Linked DNA regions of Podarcis muralis: region 1 is linked to region 2. A link is a contact called in public Hi-C data. All regions are on one chromosome and are shown on one strand. The core of a region is the stretch at or near the end of the contact, and the rest is flanking DNA. Distances in the headings are between cores, read along the strand shown. Region 1 holds the start of ANKRD63 (ankyrin repeat domain 63). Region 2 holds the start of SRP14 (signal recognition particle 14).

Evidence for each region. A called contact is a pair of places that touch in the nucleus more often than the background predicts.
Region 1: a contact with region 2 is called in a Hi-C map of blood, with 4 times the contacts expected there. The contact joins the promoter of ANKRD63 here to the promoter of SRP14 in region 2. A contact is called at or near these places in 2 of 3 Hi-C or Micro-C datasets (blood and tail).

What each region holds. Positions count from the first base shown.
Region 1 is chr1:42,046,303-42,050,248 of rPodMur119.hap1.1, forward strand. ANKRD63 (ankyrin repeat domain 63) reads right to left here and starts at 2,040. Exons shown (of 1, transcript XM_028722529.2): 1 at 232-2,040. The coding sequence starts at 1,785. The coding sequence ends at 976.
Region 2 is chr1:41,811,918-41,815,635 of rPodMur119.hap1.1, forward strand. SRP14 (signal recognition particle 14) reads right to left here and starts at 2,399. Exons shown (of 5, transcript XM_028722364.2): 1 at 2,246-2,399; 2 at 1,626-1,698; 3 at 276-388. The coding sequence starts at 2,269. It overlaps LOC114593732 (a long non-coding RNA gene), which reads left to right and starts at 2,434. Exons shown (of 3, transcript XR_003705771.2): 1 at 2,434-2,572.

The DNA.
Region 1 (3,946 bases), core at 790-3,289, 230 kb after region 2:
ATTCAAAGACAATGTACAGGAGTGCAATTCCATTTAGATAAAGAAATCCACACAGATATAAGTGGACACAAAAGCATCCCCTAAGAATCAGACATGGTGCAAAATCTTCTTCAGAAGCCCTTACAGAAACTGCCATGAAAATGTAGCAATCTGGACATCATATAGACACCCTTGTTCTTTACCAAAATAACCACTGATCCATTTCACCCATTACAGAAAGAAGCATACTCAGAAAATGCAAAAATTTTATTTTGCTGTGGTGCCCTGAACTGACCTTTCATCACTTTTAGCCAGGTTCACCGTTAGTTTTACTTGACTGTTCTCTGTATACTATACAGTGATAGGTTACCAATTTTTTTTTCATAGCTGGAAGATATTAGGGTTTGACAAAATGGTAATTTGCCATCCATGGATGAGGCTCCTGAGATTTTCCACCTACACATTTTGCCCCAAAACGGTACATAAATTCTTGAGAGGGGCAAAGATAGCTCTGGCAACAACACTCCAGTCGGGCAACGGAAACTGATGAATGTGTAGGTGACAATGACATTTTGTGCTTTTAGGTTGATTTTCAAGGAAATACACTTCGACCCACTTGCTGAAATCGACGAACCCTTATGCCCAATCATTCTAGAACATTCTTGACAAGAGAAAGCAGTAAATAACAATTCATCGCACCTTATTACAGTGCACATTGCTACTTGTTTCAACTAAATAAAATCTAACACCTGCGCTTCCCGGGTGCTGTTCAAATAGGGAGAGCCTCGGGATGTGCGGAGGCGCTCCGAATCCGCCCGCGGGCAACGATGCAATGGTCCAAATGGTCACTGACGAAGCGGCCGGCACGTCGGAACACGACGACCAAGGCTGGATCCGCGGGCAGAAGCAACGCCTGCGAGGCGAAGCGGGAGCTGGCCGCGCCAAGTGGACGCGCAGCCGGAGCCGAGAGCAGCGCGCGCTTCCCGCCCTCGCCGCCTAGTAGCCGAGCAGGCTCTGGCAGTCGGGCGCCGTGGCCCTGCGGATCAGCGGGCGGCCTCGCAGCGAAGCGCCCCCTTTCCCCGCCTCGGAGCCGGGCTGCGCTGCGGCGGCGTCTGGGCCCCGCTCCTCCTCCTCCTCGTCCTGCTCCCGCCTGTGGGCGCCGCCGTCCCTGCGAGGCGACCGAGGGGCCGTCGAGCCGTCGCCGGGGGACGCCGCCGCCGGCTCGGGCAGCTCGAGGATCAAGGCTCCGGAGGCCCGCAGCGCCCGCACGCAGCGCCCGTGGCCCTCGCTGGCGGCCAGCTGCAGCGCGGTGCGGCCAGCGCGGTCGGCGCGCTCGAGGCAGAGGCCGAGGCGTCGGAAGGAGCGCAGCAGCCACTCGACGACGGGCGCGCGGCCCTGCCAGGCGGCGTACATGAGCGGGTTCCAGCCTCGCGAGTCGGCCGCGTCCGGGTCGGCGCCGTACTGGACCAGCAGCTTGGTGACGTCCAGGTAGCCCCGCTCGCAGGCCAGGCTCAGCGCGCTCCGCCCGGCGTCGTCGCGCAGGTCGACGGCGGCGCGGCGCTCCAGCAGCAGCCGGGCGAAGGCCACTCGCCACGCGGGGTCCTTGAGCGCCACGGCGTGCATGAGCGGCGTGCGCCCGCGGTCGGCTCGGCAGTCCACGATGGTGCCGTCCACGGCGTCCAGCACGAAGCGCGCCAGGTGCAGGCGGCCCGCGCTCATGGCCTCCAGGAAGGTGCGCGTCGACGCCCCCGGGCCCAGGTCCCGCGGCCGCAGCATGGCTTGCTGCTCGTACCCCGCGCGGCTCATGGCCCGACGGCGACTCGAGGCGCCGGCTCCCCGGAGCCGCTTTATAACCTCGCCTCAAGTCGCCATGGCGATCGCCGCCTTGGAGTGTCAGGAGAGAGCGAGCCACCGAGGCACCTCCGCTCTCCCGTTTGCGCGCTGGGGTGGCGGGCGGCGGGGCTGGGTCGTCGAGGGTTCCCGGAGCCCCTCCAGCTCCTCCCCGCCCACCTCGAATAAGGCAGGGCAATGTCGTGCGCTAGATGCGCTGCCCTTGTTATTAGTGTGCTTTCGATGGTGTGACGTGTGACTGGTTCAAGGTGGCAGGTCCACATCTCAGCTGGCCAGGATTGGCTGAGTGTGGCAACAGTCTAAAAACCGAAGAACACTGGAACGGCATTTGTCCTATAGATATGCGGGAAATTACGGTATTTTTTCTTGAAACAAGACACGCATGGTGTTCTCCGAGTTGTGAAATCCTCCAGGGAGGGAGGAAGACGTGAAAATAAAATAAAATTATTTTAGTTGGAAGGTGACCAAAGGGTAATCAAGTCCAGCCCCCTGGAAGATGACTTGGGGGATCCTTATGCCTGAACTTTTTCAGGGCTCAAGGTGATATCATTGGTAGTGTGTGGTTCCATGGAGAGAATCTATCTGCACATCATTTGGTAGTTCTTACCACGGGTGAAGAAGGTCTGAACTGTGCCTTTTGACCAGTGTTTTGTTAAGGTGTTAAGGTGAAGACGTTCTGGGTGGCTGTAAAGTTACAGCCGTCAACTGTGCATGTGTGAATTCACCCTTTGTTCCTGCATGAGCTTGTCAGAGGATTAGATGTGTGTCTATGCAGTACATTCAGTCCCTGTAGCCCACGCACCTCCTGCAGGTCTTTTGCTCTCGACTTTCCTGCAGGGCAGATGGTTAGTAACAATACTGGGATCAGTGCAAGAAGGGGTTTATCCGCAATCCAAAGTGGTCCACAATTGCACTTACTGCCTTGTACTCACTTCCTCCTGCAGGGGCTCCTGGATGCCTGCAGCAAATGCACCATCCTAGGTGAAATTTTCATATCCTTTCATATGACCTCAAAGTCAGTGGTTCACAGGGGAGGCTGTGCACACCTTCTGCTGTGTGTTGTGAAATGCAGCAAGCATAGAGGAACCAGCACAGAGTTGCATTCATTTCATCTCTATGCTGCCCTCCCAAAAATTCTGCTTTTGCAGCATTCAGGTTTTGCAGCCTGATTATTTATTTCTATTTATGAATGGCTTCCTATGAAATTAATGGAAGCAATTTAACATGTAAACAATTTCATATATAAAAAGAATTAAGGCATAAATCTCTCTACAAGAGATTAAGTGAAAAACCACTCTCTTGGCCCACCCATTCTGGCAGGTGAAGAGGAGCCCAGTTCTGATGGTGGCTCCCAAGTCTTGTAGCCAGCTTCGCACTGTTGTGAGGCAGATCCATGAGCATCTGGAGTTTCTGGAATACAACTCCCATCAGCCCCAGCCAGCATGGCCATGTTAGAATTCCTGCTCCGTGATTGCAGTCATGGGATTGTTGTCTTTCACATGACGTGGGAAGTGATGGAGACAGGATGTTTGTGTTACTGTGTTCCATGAAGTGGGACTATTTCCTTTGTTCATTCCTTTTGCTGACTGATGCTGGAGAGAGGGAGCCATGTTGCAGTGCTCCGTGTGTGTTTATATGTAAATAAAGTAGATTAACCAAAATGCTGAGTTGCTGAGGTCTGTTACGCAAACTACGAGCACTCTGCAGATCCCTAAGTGTGCCGGTGTCTGTTGGCACTGGTCGCTGTGATGTTCGGGCTGAAGAAATCTTTTGAAGCTCCCGAACGAAAGACCAGGAGGGAGAGAACATGCCAGTTGGGCATGTGTCTCTGCCAGGGTGCTACTCAAGTGTAGGACGAGCTCCTGACAGGCCAATGGTCAGGGATGACAGGAGTTGTAGTCCACCAGCATTGAAGGGTACCACATTGGCTACCCCTGCCTTAGGTTAAGGCAGAAATTCAGGCTGTTTTGCAAGTAGTAGTGTAGTTTTATTTTTGTGATGAGTTCAGCATAAATTGAATCTATCTGTCAATTATCTGGCTTGCAGAAAGTGCACAAAAACCACAACATGTCAGGAAGCAAGATGTCATGGGTGTTGGGGAGCATGGCTAGGCAAC
Region 2 (3,718 bases), core at 1,149-3,648:
GCAACAAAGGACTCTACCAACTGCTAATTTTGTAACTCTCCTTGCCAATGGAATTAAGATCTTTAGGAACTGCACTTTAATCCTTATGACAGTGGAAACATATAGTCTCAAGGATGAACATACTGAATCTACATATAAACACTTAAAATAAGGTTGATTAAACAAAATTAATTTGTGACAATTAGCAAGTAATTTCTTGCCAACACTAAAAAGAAATTTCCATTTATCTTCAATCATGTTAGGACCCAACTGAGTGAATCCTACCTAATACCTACCACTGTGCTTATCTTTTTCTTCCCATCTGTTGCTCTAAGAAGACATTTGTTGTCTACAGGTTCAAAGCCCTCAATATGGCCCTTTCGTGGGATGGGTCTTGTCCGACCATCATCTATATTAAACAGAAGCATTAAACATATATACATATACAACATCCAACGGTGGCGAAAGAACGCTGAAATGCAGGTTTGTACTTTTACAGCTTTGAAGTTTGTGTCGAAGATTAGGAGAATTCTGAATGTGGAAGCTGAGAAACAATAGCGTTGCTATGTTTAAATTGGACACAAACGTGTTTGTGGTTTTTTAAAGTGTATAATGGCAACGGTTAGATGCAAACAAATAGTCATCTCATCCCCCAATCCCACTAAGAATGCCTCAAATATCTGGCTTAAAAGCAAACCCTGGGGAATAAGGGAAGGCATGGCCAATCTAGCCTAGTTTTTAATGATTCAGGCATGGAGTGGAGGGTAGGAATCAGCTCAAAAGTGGCAGCATCAGACTGCTCAGAAAGATCACTACTGCCACATTAATTCTTCCAACGACTCCACAGCAACCCCTTAGTTCTTTCTTGGGTACCTCCCCCCCCCCCCCAATTTGGTTGCTCAGACCAGAATGTTGTTTTTTTCCCCTAAAAGCCTTTAAAGATTTTATTTGGCTTGGCTTTGGGGCTCCAATGTGCAAACAGCTGCGAGCTGAGGTTTAGTATTTACTGTGCTAAAAGAGGATCTCATCAATTTTATACCCCCATTCAATCTACTGTTCTCTGCTCCCAACTCTGGGATGGAGCAGGCAATAGAGTAAAAGTGTGGTTGCTTCTTTCTAGACTTGGCTGGCAGAGACCAGCGCTTAGGGTGGGAGCTCTACTGTAGTGGATGCCCAAACTACAGGGCACTTCTGCAGGCACTTTTCCTGTTGAGGGCATTCTACAAAAGCTCAGAACAGGTTGTTTTGGATAGCGCACTGGAGACTTTGAATCTATGTTAGGGACCTGATCAGCTGTGCCACCTGCTCCCTCCCTTCTGAGTTGGCAGGACCTAGGATGTGACAGTGTACTCACTGCTCTGGACCTCCCAGTCCCTCATTTAGAATTTCCTCAATCTAGCAAAAATGAAGCATGTATTAAAGAAGCTGAGAGCTACAGATAAGGGTTTTCTTTGACTAACCACACATTTTTCAGTTCTCATACATGCCCACTTCAGCATTACTTCATTTATGCTAACAACTGCAGTACAAACTGGCTCACGACGCTTTTTTTTTTTTAAGGGGCGATATTGAAAAACGAAGTACTGGGCAAATATGCAGGCATATCCACCATTCACAACTGCTGAAATAGTTAACATAATACTTACATTTCTTTAGCGTTATATAGACGCTGCCTGTGCTCCTACATTTTTGAAACAATCTTGTAAGCTCTGTCAGAAACTGCAAACGAGAAACCCGTTTTCTGATTAAGAACAATCGCGGATGAATGAGGTTTATGGAATTCTTAACACAGTCAAGAGCTGGGAAACAACCCTTGTTTTATTCCCCCCCCCCCCTTATTGCAGTTTCCAGTGACGCCATCCGATTGCAATGCTTGCATTTTCGGGTCTCTATTCCCACCTTCACAAAGCAGCAATTTATCAGGGCTGATAAATCCCTCCCTCCCCCCCCCAAAAAAAAACCCCAGCCCCCAAAACGTGGCAATCCTGGCTGGTCTTCGTTAAGAAACCAGGGGCGATACGCCTGAGAAATGAATGGATCTTGGTTTAACTATGCGAGGGTAACGCAACTCGGGGGTTCATTAAAGCGAGCTAGGATCTCCGCACCGGAATCCTCACGGGAGGCACCGCCACGTTCAGGAACTGCCACGCCGCCCGCCGCCCCCCATGAGGCGGCCAAGCACAGAAAGCGGGTGGGTGGACCCGGCCCGGCTCTGCCTACCCGGCCCCCAACTCAAGGGACCCAGGAAAACGCGAGGCCGCGGCACCTGCTCGCTCTCCAGCAGCACCATAGCCGGCTCCTTTGCTCGCTCGCTCGGCGCCTGCAAGAGCCCCGTCACAATTCCGCGGAGCGAAGGAGCGGCCCGGAAACGGAAGTGCTTCTCGCCGCCACGGAGGACGCAGCGCTCGGTGCGGCTAGAGGGGAAACCCCGCCCCCGATCTGGCTCGCTGCTGCCCCCGCTTGGCTGCAAGCGGTACTGCTCCGCCGTCCCCTGGGGTTTCAAACGGAGCGACCCGCGAACCTGTCATTTATAGGCTCGTTAAGGGAGGGTGAGGGCCGGATTTAGGTTTGATGAGGCCGTAAGCTACTGAAGGTAATGGGGCCCTTTATATGTCCAGCTGTCCTTTGTCAACAACAGATTGCCGCTCTTTTTTTATGTTGAATAGAATATGGTAATTTATGGACCTAATAGGTATCTAAAGCCATTTGCCGCTGTTGCTGTATGTAGGTTTTATTTTATTTGTTTTTTATCTTATGCTTTGGAAATGTACATCCACTTTTTTTTCCTTTAAATTTTTTGGGGGCTCCCAAGAGAGTGGGCCTAGGCTATAGCTTGTTTAGCTTATACAGTGGTGCCCCGCAAGACGAATGCCTTGCAAGACGAAAAACCCGCTAGACGAAAGGGTTTTCCATTTTTGAGTTGCTTCGCAAGACGATTTTCCCTATGGGCTTGCGATTTTTTTTCGCTCTCCCCCCCTTTTTTCTAAGCCGCTAAGCCGCTAATAGCCGCTAAGCCGCTAAGCCTTTAATAGCCGCTAAGCCGCTAAACCGCTAATAGCGCTAAGCCGCTAATAGGGTTGCTTCGCAAGACGAAAAAACCGCTAGACGAAGAGACTCGCGGAACAGATTATTTTCGTCTTGCGAGGCACCACTGTACATAAATCCGGCACTGAGAAAGTGCAGCATCTTCTCCAAAGGCATCTCTGGATATTAGACGGATGTTCAAGCGCATTCCTTTGGTTTCAAAAAACTCAGTATGAGAAGCATAATGTTTTCTAGGTCTGTCCTTCGAAATGCTGGACTTTCTTGGAAGGTTTTACAGCCATTCCCTCCCCTTGTCGAAGGAAATGGACGGATACACCTGATGGCTGCACATTCGGCAGAATGTCTTATTTAATTTATTATTATTATTATTTATGTGTTTTTTTCTATTGTTATGTTGTGAACAACGGGTATAGGGCGGTATACAAATAAAATAAATACCCCATATCTTGGAATTGCCTAAGATTTCAAAAAGTGAAAACCCGGACACAAAAGTTGCTGAATAGCAAAGTTCAAAAAAAATTAATAATGGACATTTCAGGGATTTTCATCCAGACACTGTTGTATTCTGGCTGTGTCTGGGAAATTTTCAGCTATGGGCTTGGCTTGCAAAAGCTGTTTTAATTTTTCTAAAACATCATGAGAACTCAAGCAACTCCTTTCTGACTGACCTTTGTATCAAAATCTGCTCACATTT